Linked DNA regions of Sus scrofa: all the other regions are linked to region 2. The links are chromatin contacts, called in public promoter capture Hi-C maps. All regions are on one chromosome and are shown on one strand. The core of a region is the stretch at or near the end of the contact, and the rest is flanking DNA. Distances in the headings are between cores, read along the strand shown.

Region 1 (3,332 bases), core at 355-2,854, 340 kb after region 2:
GAGGCTCCAGAGGTATGTTCTCTTGGGTGGTGTGTTTACACCCTGGGCAAACACTTGCCCAGAATGTTGCAGATTCCTGGGCTGGCTAAGCAGGTGTTCGACTCGATGAGCTCTAGAGTCTCTTTCAATTCTAAAATTCCCCGTCTGGGAGTAAAATGTGAAAAATAACAGAAAACACTGTACCCTTCCATGAACCGATCTGCCTTCATTCCCCTCCTAACTGTACGTCTGGAGACAAAAAAAGTTCTTTCTGCTCTTTCTCGGCAGCGATTTCACGAGAGCCCAGGTAACAAAAGGCAGGAAAACAGGCACAGGTGGGATGGAGCGGGGAGTGGCTGAAGGCCGGCGGCTCCCGGGACAGCGCCCCCACGCTCCCGTCCCCCGGCAGCACCTGAGAAATCACTGCCCTCCACACCGCCACCCTTCCGCGGCGGCGAGCGAGCGGGTTCTCCGACCTGTTCCAGTCCCCGCCGCACCTGGCCAGACACCGGCATTGTCTGCAGCCTTCAGCGCCCATGAAAGACAAGGAGGCATGGGCGAGAAAAGCGGGAGAAAGAGGAGAAAGAACGACGGAAGGGCAAGAAGAGCAACTGGGAAGCCGTACGCTCCTTCGGCACCATCGGCTTCCCCATCGATCTCTCCATTTAATTCAGGTCCCCAAAGCCAAGCCCCCGGCCCTGGGCGGCAGCCAGAGGTGGCCCAGCCCGGAGTCCCCGAAGCCACCGTGGTCGGAGCACGGACACCAGAAGAGGGAAATGGGCGTGTGGGCTGGGCCTGGCTGGCCGGAGGCCGGGCTCCGAACAAAGCCGCCCGGCTCCCCCTACCTGGGGCGAGGGCGGCGGGCGGTGCCTCGCGGGTCCCCGCGCCGCCCCAGCCCGGCGCCGCCCTCGCCCGGGGACCCTGGCCGGACCCGGGGCCGCGGCGAGCCCCCTCCCCGCCCGCGAACAGCGCCCCTTCGGGACAATGGGCCCCCTCCCCCGCCCCGGGGAGGGGAGATACAAAGGCTGGGAAGCGCGGCCCGGCCCGGAGCCAGGCGTCCGGAAAGTGAAGGCGGAGGAGGGAGAGGGGCCGGGAGAGGATGGCGGCGGACGCGGCAGCCCGGGGCCGCTCCCCAGCCGTCCAAGCCGCTGCCCTCAGCCGCACCGCGGCGGCGGGGCGGGAGCGCGGGCCAGCAGCCTCTCACGCCCGGCCGAGCGGGCAGGGGTCTGCACACAAAGGCGAGCGGGACCACCCGCCTCTCCGCCCGCGCCAGGGGCGGCGACGGCCCGACGCGCTCGGGCCCCCGACGGTCCGGGCGTCTGCCCAGCCGCAGCCCCTCCGGGCCCGGGTGCGCGCGGGGCGCCCCTCTCCTCGACTCACCCACAGCTCCGTGCCCCAGCTCATGGCGGAACTCGAGGCCCCTCGAGCCGTCTGGCCGCCCTGCTGTCCGAATGTCCGTCGGCTCTGCCGTCAGGCTGTCCGGCCTCCCACTGGCGGGCTCGCGGCTCGGCTGCTCAGCCTCGGAAGGTGCCGCCACCGCCGAGTTCCCCAGTGAGTGAGAAAGACGCGACTGGAGAAGCCGCCGCGCCGCCGCCGCCGCCGCCGCGTCCCCGCCTCCCGGAGCCGGGCGGGAGGGGGCCTGGGCTGGGGGGAGGCGGGACGCGGAGAGGGGAGGGGGCGGGGCGCGATGCACCCTGGGATCGGGGCGGACCGCGCGCGCCCGGCCGAGCCCGGCAGGGTCTCCTCGCCCCGGGTCCCCGGGCCGCCGCGCTTTCTCATCCCGCCCAGGCTCTCGCTTTTCGTCTCTCTGGGCTGGGACTGTCCCACCGCCGCGGCCACTTGAATCGCGGTCACCTAGAAGGAAAGGGAGAGACGGAAAAGACGCCCACCGCCCTTCTCTGCCCTGAGCCCCCTTAAATGAGGCGGCTCCTTCCTGCCTCTTGCCGCCTCCACTTGGGAGAAACCCAGACAAGGAAAACTCATCCAAATCCTTGGGTTTAGATTGTGGAGAGAGATGTTTTATTTATAAGAAAAAATCTTAATGGAAAGGGTGAGCTCGGGAATCCCTTGAATGTGTAGAGCATCCAATGTGAATGCAGCGTGCCCCTGATTTTTTTTAATAGAACATTTTAATTGTTTGAGTCCTGTCGGGAACTCATTAAAGAAGGTAGATCTTTCAGCTTTCACTTGGGGATGCTGCCATGAGAGGAGATGGAACACATGGACAAAGGGGAGCCAGGCTGTCACCTGCAGGAAAGGAGAACTGAGCTTGCCCCTTGTCTGGAATGGTGACCTCGCGCCTGCGGAATTGCATGGAAGGCAGATTCCTAGTCGGCAGAGCAAAGAGCCTATTCGGACCTCAGATATTTCTCATTTAGAATATCGGAGCCATTTCCTTTTTTCTCCGTGGAGTTACTTCCCGGCCTTTCTGAGTAATCATTAACTGCGGTCAGCAAGTTTGACTGGTTGGTTTTAGGTATCAAGTATGCTTAGCAACTCCCTAACATACGCTTTAGCATTAATTGCTTGTCTCCTAAAAACACACACGCACACGCGCCCACACAGTCCAAGCAATCACTAGTAGAGTGCTCCTCGGTGTGTTTTGACAGCTGAGGGTCTTAAGTTCTCCCAGGGCTAGTCAGCCTTTGAAACACCTCCCTATAGGGCCTGCTCAGATGCCCCAGTCTCTCCCACCTATATCCTTGTCCCTGCCTGGCTGTGCTCCCTCTTGGCGTTGGCCAAATATCCTCATCCTTCCTGACCGTCCAGACAAAACTCTTGCTAAATTGTTTGCTGCCCTTCTGTGACTCCAGCTCCAGCATAACAATTACCCTCCTCCAAGAGGGTTGTGGCCCATAGTTAAATGCTTAAGTGTGCCATGCAGTGATAAGGCTGTTAAGCATGGACTGAACACTTTCTCTTTCCAGCATTTTCCTGTTTCCTTCGAGGGTATTTATATCACCTAACCCTGCGATCCACATCGCCTCTTCCTTTAAAAAAAAAAAATTACATGCTTTCCCTTGAAAAGTAAGCTACCATTCACCATAAAGATTACCCTCTCCTCAACCATGCTATACACAATTCCCCAACAGAACATAAAGTCTTATCTCTTAGATGAGCGGTTTTCTTCTTTTGAAATTTCTGAACAGAATTCCACACTCAGAACAATTAATTTCTCTTCCAAAAGTTAGATTTGAGGGCATCAGATTCAGAGAAAAATTACATTAGTCTATGTTTTCATAAAATTTAAATTGATATAATCAACTTAAACTGATAATCCTCAAATAATCAATTTACAAAATTATTTCATGATATTAAAATTTACTTCAAACTCTTTAAGCAAGAATTATTAA
Region 2 (3,324 bases), core at 721-3,220:
CACAGAACACATGAAGAATTTTCCTGTCAATTATGGTAGAGTAATGGTGTAAATTAGTTCTTGGTGGGCTTCCACTATAGCTATTTTTGTAAAAAATGAGAAAAAGATAGCTTTATTGCTTTGCCAGGCAAAGAGGGCCATAGCAGGCTAATGCCTTAAAGACTATGCCCCCACTACAGCTCATTTTTTAATGTGCTTACCAAGTGCCAGGTGTGGCATTAGGTTCTGGGTATAAAGTGGTGAATAAGACATCCTAGTCCCTACACTCGTGGAATTTTCTAGTACACTTTCCCAGAGAGCATTCAGCCTTTTGCACAGCAGGCTGACTTCATTATTGATCCACTTGTTCTTGAGGAGTAGCGATGAATTTATGCATATGCTCCAGTCACATTCTTCCCGGGCAGCTTTGGTGTGTGGAATGTCCACAAGAATGAGGAAGAGGAGCAGGTGTGAATCAGACCAGTGTAAACCCAACACGGGTCCCGACCACGGCTCCTTAATCGGTTCTGTTCTTACCCACGCCTAACCAGCCGGAGACAAGCTCCCTAACCGAACCCTGTCAAATTGCATTCTAGAGTGCCTCCTTAGGAGTTCCCTTCGTGGCGCAGCAGTAGCAAACTCAACTAGTATCCATGAGGATGCGGGTTCAATCCCTGGCCTCTCTCAGTGGGTCAAGGGTCCAGGGTGGCCGTGAGGGGGTGCTGCAGGTTGCAGACGAGGCTGGGATCTGGTGTGACTGTGGCGCAGGTCGGCAGCTGTAGCTCCCATTTGACCCTTAGCCTGGGAGCTTCCACACACTGCAGGCACGCCACCCCCCCCCCAAATCAAGTGCCTCCTTATTCATGTTTCTGATCCAAACATGTTTCCTATACATCTGCTGGTACATCACTGCACAAACGGTGCATATGCTTTTATGCCCTTTTCCGCTCCAAAGCACCGTGAAGCAGATGAGTCCAGCAGTGGTGTCTCTACACGGGTGAGAAGTGGGCTCCTCCAGTCCTGCGGATGAGGGGAAGCTGGCAGGCTGGTCCTTCACTCCGGCCCAGGCCTGCCCCCGCCCCGCCCCCAGCCCCACCCCCGCCAGTGCCTTCTGGCCTGAGTCCCACACTAACCCCGGCACTAGCTTTACAGAGTCTGTGCCCTTGGACCTCAGCCCGCACGGAGCCCGCGTCGGTGTGACTGACGCTTCTTCCTCTGAGCAGGTGCAGAACCCCACCACTGGCTTCTCAAGAACCCCGAGATGCCCCCAAGTAAGAAAACCCCACAGATGCTTCCGGGAATGGCTCCAGCTGAATATACTACAGATGCCTCTGCTCAAGAGTAAATTCCAGTAAGAAAAGAAACAACTATTTCATGCTGACAAATAGTTCTCTGCTTGAGCCACTTCGTTCTCGTAATTCTCTGAGCTTCTCCTTTGGGCCTGCACAACGAAGCTCCCTGGTCCTGGGAGAGCACTCAGTAACCATAAAGCTATAAAGAGGACGCTCCGGGCCACGTGGGAGGCAGAGTGGGGTCGAGTCACATGGAACAAGAAAAGCCTGCCTGGGAAGGCACGGGGATCTCGTTTCTGATGTAATCGCTGCTCTGCTTATCACTCAATGAAAGATAAGCCCTGCGGGGCAACTGGGCATTCTGCTCTCCATGGAGCTCCAGTGAGGAGCCTGGCGTATAGATGGTGCTCAATAAATGTTTATTGAAAGTAGGAAAGAAGGCAGGTAGATGGAAAGAAGTGGGGGGGGGGGGCGCACCTAAGCTTCTGAGAAGGACGCAAAGAAAATGTGGCAAGAGAGCTAAGGTCTGGGTAAGAGCAGGGTTTGCACAAGTCCCGGGGTTGGCGCAGGTGAAAACCCTATGCCTAAGTTGCTGAAAACACACGTGTCCCTGGGTTTCGGGAGATGGGAGACGTGGGCGGAAGGGCAGAGGTCAATTTTACCACCATCCGCCAGCCGGCTGAGCAGTGGAGCGCAGGCAACCCCAGTTGGTGCTGCGTAACCATCGGTGCCCAGAGCAGCGGAGATTCCCGCCCCCCCAGCATCTGGACCCCCAGGGCAGGAACACTGAAGGCCAGACCTCCCCGTGTGCCTTCACGGCGTGGCTCATGGGAACCTGCTGCTCTTGGAAACCTCAGGTAAGGAGGCAGCTCTGCCACGGCAGGCACACAGGGGGTACCCACGCGAGGCTTGGCAGGGTGTGGCCGCGAGTCCCGAAGGGCAGTTTTGGCACTCAGGGACCTGGGGGCTGGGCCCGCAGAGGGGTCCTAGAAGCACGTTTAGGCATTAGCTTAAAACACCGCCTGACTGCCTTTGTAGGACCGTTTCACACGAAACCATCTATAAGGGAAGCAGGGCAGGGACTGTCATCTTTTTTTTTTTTTTTTATAGAAGAGGCAGTCGGGATTCAGTAAGGCTGAAAAACTTCCAAGGTCTCACAATAAATGCTCAGGGTTTAGACTTCAGGGCCTCTGGCCCTTTGTCAATCATAGCAGCGGAGGCACGGCAGCGGCAATGTTGAAAATGACCAGCAGAGGGCGGTCTTCACAAAGGCTGTGGCCCTATCCCGAGAGCCATCAAAGGGTCCCGGCTCTTGGGACAGACCCGCATCGTGGATCCCCTCAGGCTGAGAAGGATACAACCTCCTCTCCTGTGATTTTCCTGCCCCACGAAAGCTTCCCTAAATCTAAACCTGAAACACCAGATACACATAAATTCCAGGAACGGACTACCAAAAAGCTGGCTAGTGCCCTTCAAAAATGTCAAGGTCAAGAAAGGCTGGCTGAAGACCTGTTCCAAATTAAAGGAGCCTAAATAGACATGACAGCTAAATGAACACGTGACTGACCTTTGATGGGTTTAGATGATAGTATTCTGTCGATGTTGAGTTTCCTAAAGTTGGTCATTGTGCTCTTTTTATGTAAGAGAATCTCCTTGTTCATAGAAATATTTAGAGGCATGGAGTTCCCGTCGTGGCTCAGTGTTTAACAAACCCGACTACTAACCATAAGTTTGCTAGTAATCACGAGTTTTCGGGTTCGATCCCTGGCTCCGCTCAGCGGGTTAAGGATCTGGCGTTGCCGTGAGCTGTGGTGTAGGTTGCAGACGCTGCTTGGATCCTGTGTTGCTGTGGTGTGGGCCGGTGGCTACAGCTCCAATTCAACTCCTAGCCTGGAAACCTCCATATGCTGCAGGTGCCACCCTAAAAAGCAGGAAAAAAAAAAGTTAAGAAAAAAACACACCAATAGAATATTACAATAAAAGAAATGGAGCAAAGTATAAGTGATGGGGGAATCTGGGTAAAAGATATATGGAACCTCTTATGCTATACTTG
Region 3 (3,109 bases), core at 426-2,925, 360 kb after region 2:
TGAACCGCACCTGTAACCCACACCACAGCTCGAAGCAACGCCAGATCCTTTAACTCACTGAGCAAGGCCAGGGATTGAACCCACGTCCTCATGGATACTTGTCAGATTCTTAACCCACTGAGCCGCAACAGGAGCTCCATGTTTCATAGTTTTATATTCACTAATATGTTCTTCCGTAGTATATGATCCGCTGTTAATCTCATCCAATATTTTCTTTATCTCAGAATTGTATTTTTCATCTCTAGATGAATTTAAGTCTTTTTATATTTTCTGGTTTCTCTTTAACATGCTATGCTCCCCTTTATTTTCTTGAATATACATAGTTATGATAACTTTTAGGCTGTCTGCTCAGATGACGCTACAGATGAGGACCAATAACAGACTGATAATCGATAGGATTGATAACAAATGATGATCTATGCCAATCCAGCTTCCACTTCTATTGATCAATCTTTCTGCTTCTTACATAGTTCTTTGGCTTCTTTGTATGCCTGCTAATTTTTCATTGGATTCTAAACATTGTGAGTTTATGCTTTGGTGCTGGATAGTTTTGTATTCCTTTTTATATTCTTGAGTTCAGTTAAGTAACTTGGAAATAGTTTGTTGCTTTTGAGGTTGTTTTTTTTTATTTATTTTATTTTTTTTTGAGGATAAGAACAGCCTTTAGGTTAGAGCTAATTTTGCACCACTACTGCGTCAACATCCTTCTATGTATCCTACTTCATGCCTCATGTGTTCTGAGACTTTTTCAATCTGGCTGGTAGAAATAAAAAAGTTTCCCAACCCTGTGTGAACTCCAGGGATTTTCTATCAGCTCCATTCTGTGGATTCTTTTGCCTTCAGGACTTTCTTCGCACACGTGTTGATCAGTACGCAGCTAAAGACCCGCGAGGAACTCAAGGAATCTGCAGGTCTCTCTGTGCAGCACTCTTTTCCATGAAGCGCTTGCTTCACCAGCCCCCTGCCTCGGGGCCCTCCCTGAATTCTCTCAACAGCTTCCCCTGCTCAGGCAGACGGTCAGGATCTGCTTGAACTCCCTCTCCTCGTGCTGCAGCCTGGAAACACTCTCCAGTTACTAACGAAAGCCGTTGCTGGTCTTACCCCATTTGTTTCCCTCCATACCTTGTACTGTCTGAGGTCTGAAGACCCCGGGTGGGAGGCAGAATAATGGTCTCCCCCAAAGTGTCTATATTCTAATTCCAGAGCCTGTGACTGTATTACTTTACATGCCAAAAGGGACTTTGCATATGGAATTAAGGAATTTGAGATGGGAGGATTACCCTGGGTTATCCAAGTGAGCCCGACGTATTCAAAGGGACTGTTAAGAGGAGAGGGAAAAAAAAGTTTCGTTAAACTACTCCACGGTATCGATAACTTGGCATCATCTCGTTTGCCTGAGCGGCTGTAGGGTCTTCAACTGACCCTGGCCCCTCTCATGCAAGTGCCTGCCCTAGATAACAGCCCGCAGGGACACAGGCAAATGCGGGCTTTTGACAGGACTTCCCCGACCTCTCGCGACCTCTCGGGGCCTCCTCCTAGTGTGCTCCTTAGATAAAACCTCTGTGGAACTTACAAAACCCCCATTGTTTTTGGTTTGAATCGACCACTCCTGCAAGCCCAAGGCCTTCCGCCCACAGACCTTAACACAGAGGCATGCGGCCCAGGCCCGGTGGCGCTCTCTGCCTGCACTCTACCTTGACCTCCACATGTGGGCCCTCCAGGCATGCCGTGTATTTCCTCCAGGACCTAGGAGGAAGAAACTCTTTTTCAACTTCTCTGGTAGCCTTTTGTTGAACCGCAGCTCACCATTGGGCAACCTGTGTTCCAATTAGCCCATATTAATCTAACAAGGTCATAACAGGGGTCCTTATAAGTCAAATAAGGTTTAGGAGAGTTAAGAGTCCGAGAAGGAAATGTGATGACAGCAGCAGAGCTGTCTGCAGACAGAAGAGAGCCATGAGCCAAGGAACGCATAAGACAGTTTTGCAGCCTCAAGCTGGAAAAAGCAAGGACACAGATTCTCCCCTCATTTCTCCTGCAAACACCTTGGTTTTAGCCTGCTGAGATCCATTTCAGACTCTGACCATCATAAATACAAAATAATAAATGTGTTATTTTAAGCTACTACATCTGTGGTAATTTGCTATAGCACCAATAGAAGGGGGATGCATCTTTTTGTTCATATATTTTGTCCAGTTTTTTATTTGTTTAAGGTGACAGTGTGGTTCTAATCTCTTTACCACATCCTGGCATGAAGCAGAAGTCCCTGTCAGTTCTATCTTTTTTATTTGTTTGTTCTAATCCAAACCCACAATTCCGGTTGGGTAGAAACTTAGTAAATGTAAAAAACTTCCTCAAAGGTCAGATAAACTGAAATAATAGTTGAGGGACTTGTATAGAAGGAAAAATCCTAAGAGAGCAAAGAGAAGCTAAACACATAAAATCAGAAAAGAAAACTGACCGTGAAACTATCAGAATACTCACCTTTACTATGTAACTAAAAAGACACATAAAACAGAGAAAATTGCATAAAGCAAACACATAGTCAAAACATTCCTATCTCCAAGGCTTTTGAAGTAGGCATTTTTTGCTACATCAACGATATAACTTTAAAGAAGACAAACAGGAAGAATAATAATTAAAACATTTATATCAGTTCCTGAGTTGAGGTTTTGTCTTCCTGGACCCACACGTTTAGCAATCCAATCTTTTACCCATCCTGGGGGAAAAACAGCAGCTCCTTTCATTTTGTACAGGTCAGAGTCAACATGTGAAAATGTTCTCTTAGCTTGGAGTTCCTCAGTGGAAGATTTTTTTCCTTTTTTTGGGGGGGGGGGGGCTGTGCTCACAGCATGCGGAGGTTCCCAGACCAGGGATCGAACATGGGCCACAGCAGTAACGAGAGCCACAGCAGTGACAATGCCAGTTCCTTAACCCACTGTGCCACAATCTTTTCTAACATGGTAAAATAAACATAACATACATTTACCATCTTCACCATTTAAGTGTACAGATAAGTGATATTAAATACATTGACAACGTGAAAACATTATTACAATTCATTTCTATAACTCTTTTCACCCTGAAAAACAGAAATTCTACACCCATT

Evidence for each region. Promoter capture Hi-C pulls out the DNA fragments that hold promoters and counts their contacts.
Region 1: a promoter capture Hi-C map of fetal skeletal muscle shows a contact between it and region 2, with 9 times the contacts expected there. The contact joins the promoter of FNBP1L here to the promoter of BCAR3 in region 2. A contact is called at or near these places in 3 of 5 promoter capture datasets (fetal liver, fetal skeletal muscle and liver), 7 of 47 Hi-C or Micro-C datasets (embryonic fibroblasts, fetal heart ventricle, fetal skeletal muscle and 3 more) and 1 of 2 datasets of contacts at active chromatin or transcription factors (skeletal muscle).
Region 3: a contact with region 2 is called in a promoter capture Hi-C map of fetal liver, with 4 times the contacts expected there. The contact joins the enhancer-like site here to the promoter of BCAR3 in region 2. A contact is called at or near these places in 4 of 5 promoter capture datasets (fetal liver, fetal skeletal muscle and liver), 7 of 47 Hi-C or Micro-C datasets (embryonic fibroblasts, fetal liver, heart right ventricle and 2 more) and 2 of 2 datasets of contacts at active chromatin or transcription factors (alveolar macrophages and skeletal muscle).

What each region holds. Positions count from the first base shown.
Region 1 is chr4:123,778,036-123,781,367 of Sscrofa11.1, forward strand. It overlaps FNBP1L (formin-binding protein 1-like), which reads right to left and starts at 1,605. Exons shown (of 16, transcript XM_005663661.3): 1 at 1,360-1,605. The coding sequence starts at 1,383.
Region 2 is chr4:123,438,601-123,441,924 of Sscrofa11.1, forward strand. It overlaps BCAR3 (breast cancer anti-estrogen resistance protein 3), which reads left to right and starts at 1,971. Exons shown (of 13, transcript XM_003125890.6): 1 at 1,971-2,128.
Region 3 is chr4:123,798,381-123,801,489 of Sscrofa11.1, forward strand. No RefSeq gene overlaps it. Among named protein-coding and RNA genes, the nearest start is that of FNBP1L, 20 kb to the left of the region's middle. Within about 2 kb of position 1,676, at least 9 of the 83 cell types and tissues checked have an H3K27ac peak or open chromatin away from gene starts, as enhancers often do. A contact at or near this core is called in fetal liver, where this site is marked.